2 separate regions of the Rattus norvegicus genome follow, and region 2 is linked to region 1. A link is a contact called in public Hi-C data. All regions are on one chromosome and are shown on one strand. The core of a region is the stretch at or near the end of the contact, and the rest is flanking DNA. Distances in the headings are between cores, read along the strand shown. Region 1 holds the start of Psd3 (pleckstrin and Sec7 domain containing 3). Region 2 overlaps Psd3 (pleckstrin and Sec7 domain containing 3).

Region 1 (4,423 bases), core at 1,316-3,815:
AGAGAAAATTCTCTTAAGAGCAGAATAAATGATAGTAATGTAGGTGTAGATAATAAGATTCCTTTGTGGATGATAAAGTACTCTAAAATTAACTCTGGTGTTGTATTTTCCTGCTAATAAACTAAGAATTACTAAATTGTGAGTTTTAAATGGGTCAGTTTTGGGGCATATAAATTAGGTCTCAATGAAGCTATTAAGAAATCATTCCATATCAGTAATCAAGAGTGTGTAGGAAGCTGGTTTCAGCAGTACTTGAGAGGCAGAAGCAGAGGGAGGTGAGCTCTTTAAAGATTGAGGCCTGGTCTACATACATAGCTAGTTCCAGTCCAGCCAGAACTACACAGTGAGACCCTGTCTCAAAAAACAATCCCACCAACAACCCCCAAACAAACAAACAACAAACAAGCCATTTAGTTGTGTCGATTTTTGGAAATTTATATTGATTTTCTTTTTTTTTAATTTATTCTAGATAATCCCTCACTTCAATAGCCAGAATATATATTCCAGAATTTGGGCTCTTCAGACTGTTAGAAATAGTAAAGATTAGATATCTATGTGTTAACACTACACGGCAGAATCTCACCCTTTCCATTCTCCTTTTGACTTCTAGCACGGCATGTCTTTGTGTCTTCCTTGCTGTAGGTTTTCTCTTTCCCTCCATACCACATATAATAGCTTGACTCATGGTGCAAGTTAATGAAAGAATGCTGTATCGAGTAAGCATGTACCAACCCATGCTTTTGGGGGTCGTTGTTGCTTATCTTTTGGGGTAACATGGGGATGTTGTGGATTGGAACCAGGGCATGCTTTGTCTGAAATAGTGCATAGCTTTGAACTCCCGATAGCCCTCCTTCCTGTTTACAGAGGTGATTTCTCAGGTATTGACACTGAACTTGAGCACGATAGTGATCCTTTGAGCTGGGTTCCTGGATTTTCTGGGGACTAGTTCCAGGTCCCTTAATTAATATGCTAGTATACGCAAAGGCCTTCACCTTTCAGCATATATGAAGTTCTGTCTGAATTTATGAATTATGAGTTATTTTTCCAGGTAAAAGCCACAACATCAGTGGGCAAGTCTCAGGGCAGCAACTGCATTTTGTATCAGTTCTTACGATTCTTGTCAACACGATGGACAGGCTGGGAGAATCAAGGAGGCAGGGGTTTAGAACAGGGACAGAGGCGCTATCTCTGAGAGTTATGCAAGGATGAAGGGAAGAGCCACAGGTTAGAAATAGTCCATTAACTGGGATGCTTCCCAACCCATAGACCTGCCCTTACTACTGGTCTGGGAGGGGGAACCTGGATAGCAGTTAGTTAGTGAAGTTGGAATGGATTTATTTCATTTTGGTTCCTTTGGGGGGTACTCTAGGTTGACTTTGACAGCCAGAGACCAAAGTAGGTGGTTTACACAGATTTCCAGCTGGCCTGTGGGCCACCAGGAAATCTGACCCCTACCCCTTAATTCTAACATTGGTTGCTAGGCACTTCCCTCTGGTCATCTTCTGCTGGCCACATGGCTAAGACAGTAGAGCTGTAAGAGAATCAATCACAGGCCTGCTATACAACTGTCCAGGTATGCTTCTGCCTTAGGTGTGTGGATCTGGCACTGAACTTGACGTGGAACCCACTTTATTTGGAACAAGGCCTTCTTTAGACTGGACAAGCTAGTCCTGGCTCCTTGATCTCCAGTCTGACAATTGTGTTAACAGAGACCCACGAATAAGAATCAGCACAAAAGAAAAGTTGCTGGTTGGGACTTGGCCACTGGCCTCATAGTTTTTACCTGCAATATTGACCACCAACTCCTACATCCATACATAACTCACAGACTGAAACCTAAATCCTGAAAAGGGGTGGATTCCAGCCCTTGTTTCTGTGGCAAGGATCAAACAGGGCAGGGGCAGGGGTGAAACTCAGTGAAGTGACATTTCATTGCGGGGCAGTCTCAGTGACAGGGTAGCCATGGGGACCTGGAGAGCATGTATCAGGGTGAGACCTATTTCCTGGAGAAATGGGCCTTTAAAGTTGGTCTCAGGGATTAGAGCCTCTGGATGGGGCAGGTGGCCCTGAGTCCCCTCAGAGCCCAGTGACTGACGGTTCTGGCAGGGCCTGTGGCCCTGAGCGTCCTCTTAGGTGGACGCACTCGCTCCCCATAGCTGCGACCCTGAGGAGACGCACGGGCGCGCGCACTGGGGCCCAGGTGGGACGGCCTGCGCGCGGCGCTCTCCGAGAGGAAACGCCCGCGAGCGCGCCTCTCACTTTCCTCAGGGGAGGGGGTGTTGCGGAAGGAGACAAAGCAACAGGCAGCAGAGGGCTGCAGGACACTACTCCGCGGAGCCGATCCTCCGCCGCCACCGCCTCCTCCTCCTCCGCGCGGGGCACCGCCCCCGCCGCCTTCGCCTTGACGTTGCCGGGGCCGACCCGGGTGCTCGCCACGGTCTCGGTCGCTAACGCCGGGGTGCGCGCTGCCGCCGCCGCCGGCCGTCCCGGGGCGCGCAACAAAGAGCCGCCCGCACTCGCGCGTCCAGCCCGGTTCCCCGCGCCGCAGCCCGGCTCGCCCGCATCCCCCGCGGCCCCGAGCCCCGCGTGGGCGATGGAAGATGGAAGGAAGAAACGCCGCGGTGAGCTCGCCCTCTGACCCGGGCTGGGGAGAGGGTGTGTGGAGTGTGTCAGGCGTCCGTACCTGAGCCAGGGTTTCTTTTGCCTTGTCGTTTGCTCTGCCCCATCAGGATCTCTGGGCCACTTCACTTTGTGCCGTGATAACTATTTTTCTTTTTCTTTTCCCGGCTGTTTTCTTTCTTTGTGCTTGTTGGGGGACCCGAGAGGGCCAACTTTTTGTTGTTAAGGTTGCGGGATTTTAATTCACTCCTGCCATGTAAACCTCATCTGGGGAGGAGCAGCCTGAAAGCTCCTTCTTGCCTAATGGTCTATAAAGAAGGCAAGCGTTAGAGAGGACCTAAGGTGCCCATGCTAGTCTGCCAAGTCAGCTCTCAGATTGAGTGACTATCCTGTTTCTCTGTCAGAAAGAAAAAAGAAATCCCTTGCGTGGAGACAATAAACAGACGGGGTTGGGGGTTATTCTATGTAACATTTCCATTAGCTTTTAAAGACATAAGTGATTCTGTTTTACATGCATTTAACTTTTTGTGCCATATCTTGGCAACTGATGTTATGAAAAAAAATTGTAAAGCAGGCTAACACAGGTTAGAGGTAGAGTTTACAATGCTGTCAGCTTCCTAAGTAGTAAGTGTTTACTTTTGCCATTGCCCTGGATGTAGAAGGATGTTAAACACCCACCAGGCAGAGGATGTAATGGGCAGTAGGGTTTCATTTTCCAGACACTGGCTCTCCCAACGGTGGGATCGGGGTTTCCGCCCTAGAGGATTTTTTTTTTTTTTTTTTTTTCTTTTGAGCGGATCCAGGTGCAGGTATAAGGAAGAGGGAGATCTGGAAAATCAATGTAAGTGGGATTTTGGCAATACATAGTCCAATTCATTATCTGCACTCCAGTAGGTACAAAGGATGGACGTTGCCAAGCTGCTTGGCCAGTGAGTAAGACAGGATCTGTGCTCTCTAGGAGCCTGCTTTTTGTTAGCAGACTCTGAGTGGGTTCTAAGTAGGAACCTGAGGAAGCAGGGAGTCCTTCTTACAGTCTTGGAAGTCCCAAAAATGCCCTGGTCCTTGTAGGCTTGGAGTTGGTTAGCTTTTTAAAAATGCTGTAGGGAGAGGATGTTCCCTGCTGAGAGAGAACAAATACACTTTCTACTCTCTCCCAACAAATGCTTTCCCAGCCTTGCTTAGGGTATTTACAAATTCCCTGTAGAAGTTCTGGAGTGATTTGCCATTCATTATTCATAAACTAAGTCACCAGTGTTATAACGGGTTAATCTGGGTGTTCGTTTAGAGGCGAAGCTGTGAAAATCAAGATGTGTGTGTCCTTTGGCTTTAAGGCTGCTTTCTTAGAGGATTATGGGGATAATGCCACCCGGCGATTATGAAAAGATGATAATTTGGAGTTTGGGTAGGATTAAAAGGTGAGTAATACATGGTGATCATTCTCAGGTTTGTCTGCAACATATTCAGGCTCAACTGAGCTTTAGGATGACGGGAAAGAAAAAAAAAAACGTAATCAAAGCCTGTGCTTAAGTATGTGAAATATGGTTATAAAAGTCTGGGGATGTAGTCTAGCCTGAATCATGGTTTGCTACATGCGTTCTCCACCATGTTCTACCAGGACCATGTTCAGAGGCCTTTGGTTTTCTTCCTGAGTATTAAATAGTGCTAAATATTGAACCCATGGCTGATGTATGATATATATACATATATATATATATACATCATATATACATATATATATGATGTAGCTGTATTCCTACAGACACCTTTCTTGAGTTCTGAGTTAAACCGACCTTGATTTATTTTA
Region 2 (4,423 bases), core at 1,129-3,628, 49 kb after region 1:
GTCAAGGCTGTTTTCCCCTTTGTCTGCATTTCCCTGGATAGAGTTAGTGTCTCACATTTTGAATAACCACCTTTCTTTTCTGTATGTATTCACTCTCTGTCTGAAGTGTGTTCAGATGATGTATGCTCCAAGAACTGGTAGTCACTGCTTACTGAATTTGAATGAGTTAGGCTTAATGAGTTTGAGAGGGTTAATAACGCTTGGTTCCTCTATGTCACTTTAATGACAAGATCTATAACTAGGCCTTCGGTTGCCATGAAATAGTGATAAGACAGCACCCATCAGCTTTGAGCTATGGTTTCAGCTGAATGTGCCAGGGAGGATAGGAGGTAGGAAGAATAAAACTCACAATCCATTTGCTCCTATCTGCTAATTTTCAGTTCCATTACCCCTTTCATTCAGTTGGCTACTATGATCCAAAGCTTATTTGTGATACCTATTTCTTTAGTATAACCACATGTTTTTTACTATTTCAAATCTGTTTCGTGGACCAATAGCATCAGCATTGCTAAATATTTTTAGAAGTATTGCTAAAAAGCTTGTTAAAATGCAGCCCTAGGTTCTACCCCAGACCTGTTGAATCATGACTAGGAGGATTTCAGCAAGATTTGCAAGCACATCGAAACAGCCTGATATGCTTCATTTTCCTCAGCCTCTCTGTCCGTGCTCATTCTGAGCTAGCCCACTTCTTTTCTGAAGCTGCACTGAACTTTTCCAGTGGACGGTACTGCTTTCCCACAACTCCCCTTCTCTCTAACTTCTTCTCACTTTCCTTCTCCCATTCCTTTCACTTAGTTTATTAGATGCTTAAAATGTACCAAGAGCTGTGACTGGACTTGAGATTAAAACATGTATGACCATAGCTCATGGGCCACCACTGGTCAGACAGTTTCCAAATATAAAGACTTGAGTCTTATGTGTATGTTTTCTTCCATTTTATCAAATTCCACTTCCTGGAGATTTTCTTAAACTAACAATTAGAACAGAACATAAAGAAATATTCTAAAGGCAAATCACTGCAACATCCCTAATAATAGTGAAAAAGTAAGTTGCCATGGCAAAAGTTATTTAAGTTTATGTATATGGAATAGTAAAAATATGTCAGTGTTAAAAATAATGTTATTACAATAAAGTTACTGAATTTCAAGGGAATAAATATGCAAACTAAGTTATTGAGATAAATATATAAAATATATAAATTAAGGAATTTCAAAGTATAAAGGTAGCAGTAATAATGACAGCAGCAAGTAGTCAGGTACGTTCAGTGGTCTAGGCTCTTTTTGGTATCTTTTCTTATCCATACAAAGCTTGTAACTGGACTGTAAAAAGTAAAAGTAATATTAAAAAACAGAATGAAGAAAAAGAAAAGTAATATAAAAATGCATGCACGGAGTTAGTTTCCTGTGACTAAGACAATGAGGAAGGACATTCTAGATTATAGATGGCATGAGGGGTGGGGTTTTGTCCGAGATGGAGTGTCAGAAGTGGAGTAGATGCACGCTGTGAAAGTGGCTTGAGACCTTTATCTTGGACATAGAAGCAGTTGGAAAATTTCAGTGTGGAAAAGGAAGGCTTTAGAAATCCTCAAGGCTGGGACAAAGTTTGTAAAAAGATGGGCTCACTGTGGCCTCAGAGGTTCAGGTGTGCAATAACGGTCACGATCAGAGCGGGGGAGATGGCTGGGAGGGAGTGCAGCGGGCACAGTGACTGTCTCTGGGTTCTTGATTGTTCCTGGAGTAGAGGACTATGTTAGAGAGGCACTAGAGCGATGAGACTGACGTTCTAGAAGACTGGTTAGGAGTGGAAGGGAGAGAGAAGACAGTATGTAGATGCGTGTGCATGTGTTAGGATTCTGTAGCAAAATGAGGAGTATACAGAGCCTGCCCTTAGAAGTTTCATTCTCAATGGTTTTAGTAACCTATGGTTGACCACGGTCTGAAAACATTAAGTGGGAAATTCTAGATATAAAGTATTCATAAGTTTAAATTATATGCTCTTTGAGAGCCGTGATAAAATTTTGTGTTATGCTACCCCATTCCACTTGGTATGTGAGTAAGGATTTTCATAGTGGCCTTGGTGTCAGGTCCTCTATTACTGTTCCCAAAGAGAGGTGGAGTGCTTTGGCCTTCAGAATTAATTTTTTTTTTTTTTTTTAGTTTAGCTATCTCATCCAAGATTATGAGTGGAAGTGCTGGGAATAAACTGTGTTCTTTGACTCCAGCTCTTTGTGACATTACAGACAGGGTCTGCCTCTCTTAAGCATTGGTTCCAGAACGAAGGCAGTGAGCCGATTTGTAGCCTTCTTGTACCTGGAGCAAAGCCATGATTGTCTCACAGCAGCCTCAGTAACTGCGCAATAAATAAGCATTCACAGAAAGCCAGTAGTGTTTGAAGGTCAATTATTAACTGCTGCAGCCAGATCTGTGGCAGCTGACCAATACAGCTGTCCCCTGCTTGACTCCTCCATTGTCTGCACGCTCCTTGAGGACCTGAGTTATTCATCTTCTTCGTCATCTGTCCAATGTCACCTGATGTCATTTACAACGGTGATCCGGTTCATTTAACTTGGAATGTGTGGAGAGGCTAATTCCCTTGTATTAGAGCAGTATGTCCTCGCAGTGTGATGCTGGAGACAGCTTTATCAGAATGATTATGAGATTTTCCAGAAATAGATTTCTTGATTTCCACTTGAGGGCGAAGGCCCAATCAGTTCTTAGATGCACTTAAGTTGGGAACTATTAGATTCAAAGTTACCTACCATTGTTTTATTTTGTCAGTCTACACTGGCACAGGTATAAAACTTGGGTGTGAAAGCACTGGTATAAAACAAATGCTTTTGCTTGCAGTTTTCCCCGGACCAGACCATTTTTATGATATGGTAGGATGGATGGATGGGTGGGTGGGTGGGTGGGTTGATAGACGGGTTGTGGATGGGTGGATGCATACATGCCCCACATTGCTTGCTTCTGGGCTAGGGAACAAATATTTGTCAGTTACTAGTGAGGAGATTATAGCTGTAAGGCTGATTGCACGTAGTTGGTACCTTTTCCCCATACTGTGTTCTTGAGGTTTTGTTCTTAGAGGTTAAATTTCACTTACATAACTAACACATGAGCATACTGGAAACTCAAAACATTACTGATAAACTCAAGGTTTCCTTTGTACTTCTCCCTGAGTCAGGCCCTACTGTCTACTTTTAGGATAGTTAACCTTCCAGTTTCTTTTTTCTGTCCCCCCTTCAGAGCATTGGCCTCAGCCAGAGTCTATGTATACATATGCATAGTTAGGAAATGACAAAAATTTCAGAAATTTCTCATATCTAAGACCTCATGGGGGCCTTTTGAGAAAAGTATAAAGTACTAACATCTTTTTTTTTTTTTATTTTTTTAAGCATTGTCTACTTTGGTCATTAAGTATTGTCTACTTTGGTCATTAAGTAAGTATTGTCTACTTTGGTCATTCTGAAAAGCATCTGCTTTCTGAATTGTGACTATGTTTGCTGGGTTATTGCTCTTCATATAAGAGAATTATACCTCAATAATGCCACGCCCCTTACAGTTCTAATTAATTTTCTCTTGTCCATAAGCTAATTTTGTTCTCATTTCCCTAAAGCACATTAAGAGTTTGTAATCAGATTCATATCAAGAATCTTTGCTCACAAGTTAATAGAAGCTATCAAATTTATTTAGCCACATCTTGTTATAATGGTTATCAGTACAATTTGTAGGAAATGTTTATACTTTGTGTGGATTTCCAAAGTTCATTTATAATCTAATTATTTGGAGCTCTGCTTTTATTTTTCTCTGACATAAGTCAGGTTCCTTATTTCTATCATGCACAAACACGTATTAAGAGTAACTCTCAAAAAAAAAAAAAGAGTAACTCTCAAGAACACTTGGTAAAAATATGTTCTTTGAACCACATCTGTCTTAGTTAGGGTTATTATTGCTGTGATAAAAACACCGTGGCCAAAGCAACTTGTCAAGGAAGAGGTTTATTTGGCTTACACTTCCCTATCACTGTTCATCATTGAAGAAAGTTGGTACGGGAACTCACACAGGGCAGGAACTGGGAGTGAGGAGCTGATGCAGAGGCCATGAAAGGGTACTGTTTACTGGCTTGCTCCCATGGCTTGCTCACCACAGATTTGATAGACTCTAGAACCACCCGTTACAATGGACTGGGCCCTTTACATCAATCACTAATTATACAATATCCCTCATGCTTGCTCACGGTCTGATCTTAGGGAGGCATTTTCTTAATCGAGGTTTCCTCCTCTCAGAAGACTTCAGATTATGTCAAGCTGACAGAAAACTGTCTAGCACTGTATCTTCAATAAAACATGATGTGCTTTTTAAAAATCTCAACCTGGCAAGTATAGTTTATCACATTGTGTGTGTGTGTGTGTGTGTGTGTGTGTGTG

What was found. Hi-C and Micro-C count contacts between places; a contact is called where the count stands out from the background.
Region 2: a contact with region 1 is called in a Hi-C map of kidney, with 2.4 times the contacts expected there. The contact joins the enhancer-like site here to the promoter of Psd3 in region 1. A contact is called at or near these places in 4 of 12 Hi-C or Micro-C datasets (hepatocytes, kidney, liver and 1 more).

Annotation. Positions count from the first base shown.
Region 1 is chr16:26,403,359-26,407,781 of GRCr8, forward strand. It overlaps Psd3 (pleckstrin and Sec7 domain containing 3), which reads left to right and starts at 2,566. Exons shown (of 16, transcript NM_001419764.1): 1 at 2,566-2,621. The coding sequence starts at 2,601.
Region 2 is chr16:26,452,678-26,457,100 of GRCr8, forward strand. The region is part of intron 1 of Psd3 (pleckstrin and Sec7 domain containing 3); the gene reads left to right. Among named protein-coding and RNA genes, the nearest start is that of Psd3, 49 kb to the left of the region's middle. Within about 2 kb of position 2,379, at least 11 of the 93 cell types and tissues checked have an H3K27ac peak or open chromatin away from gene starts, as enhancers often do. A contact at or near this core is called in hepatocytes and kidney, where this site is marked.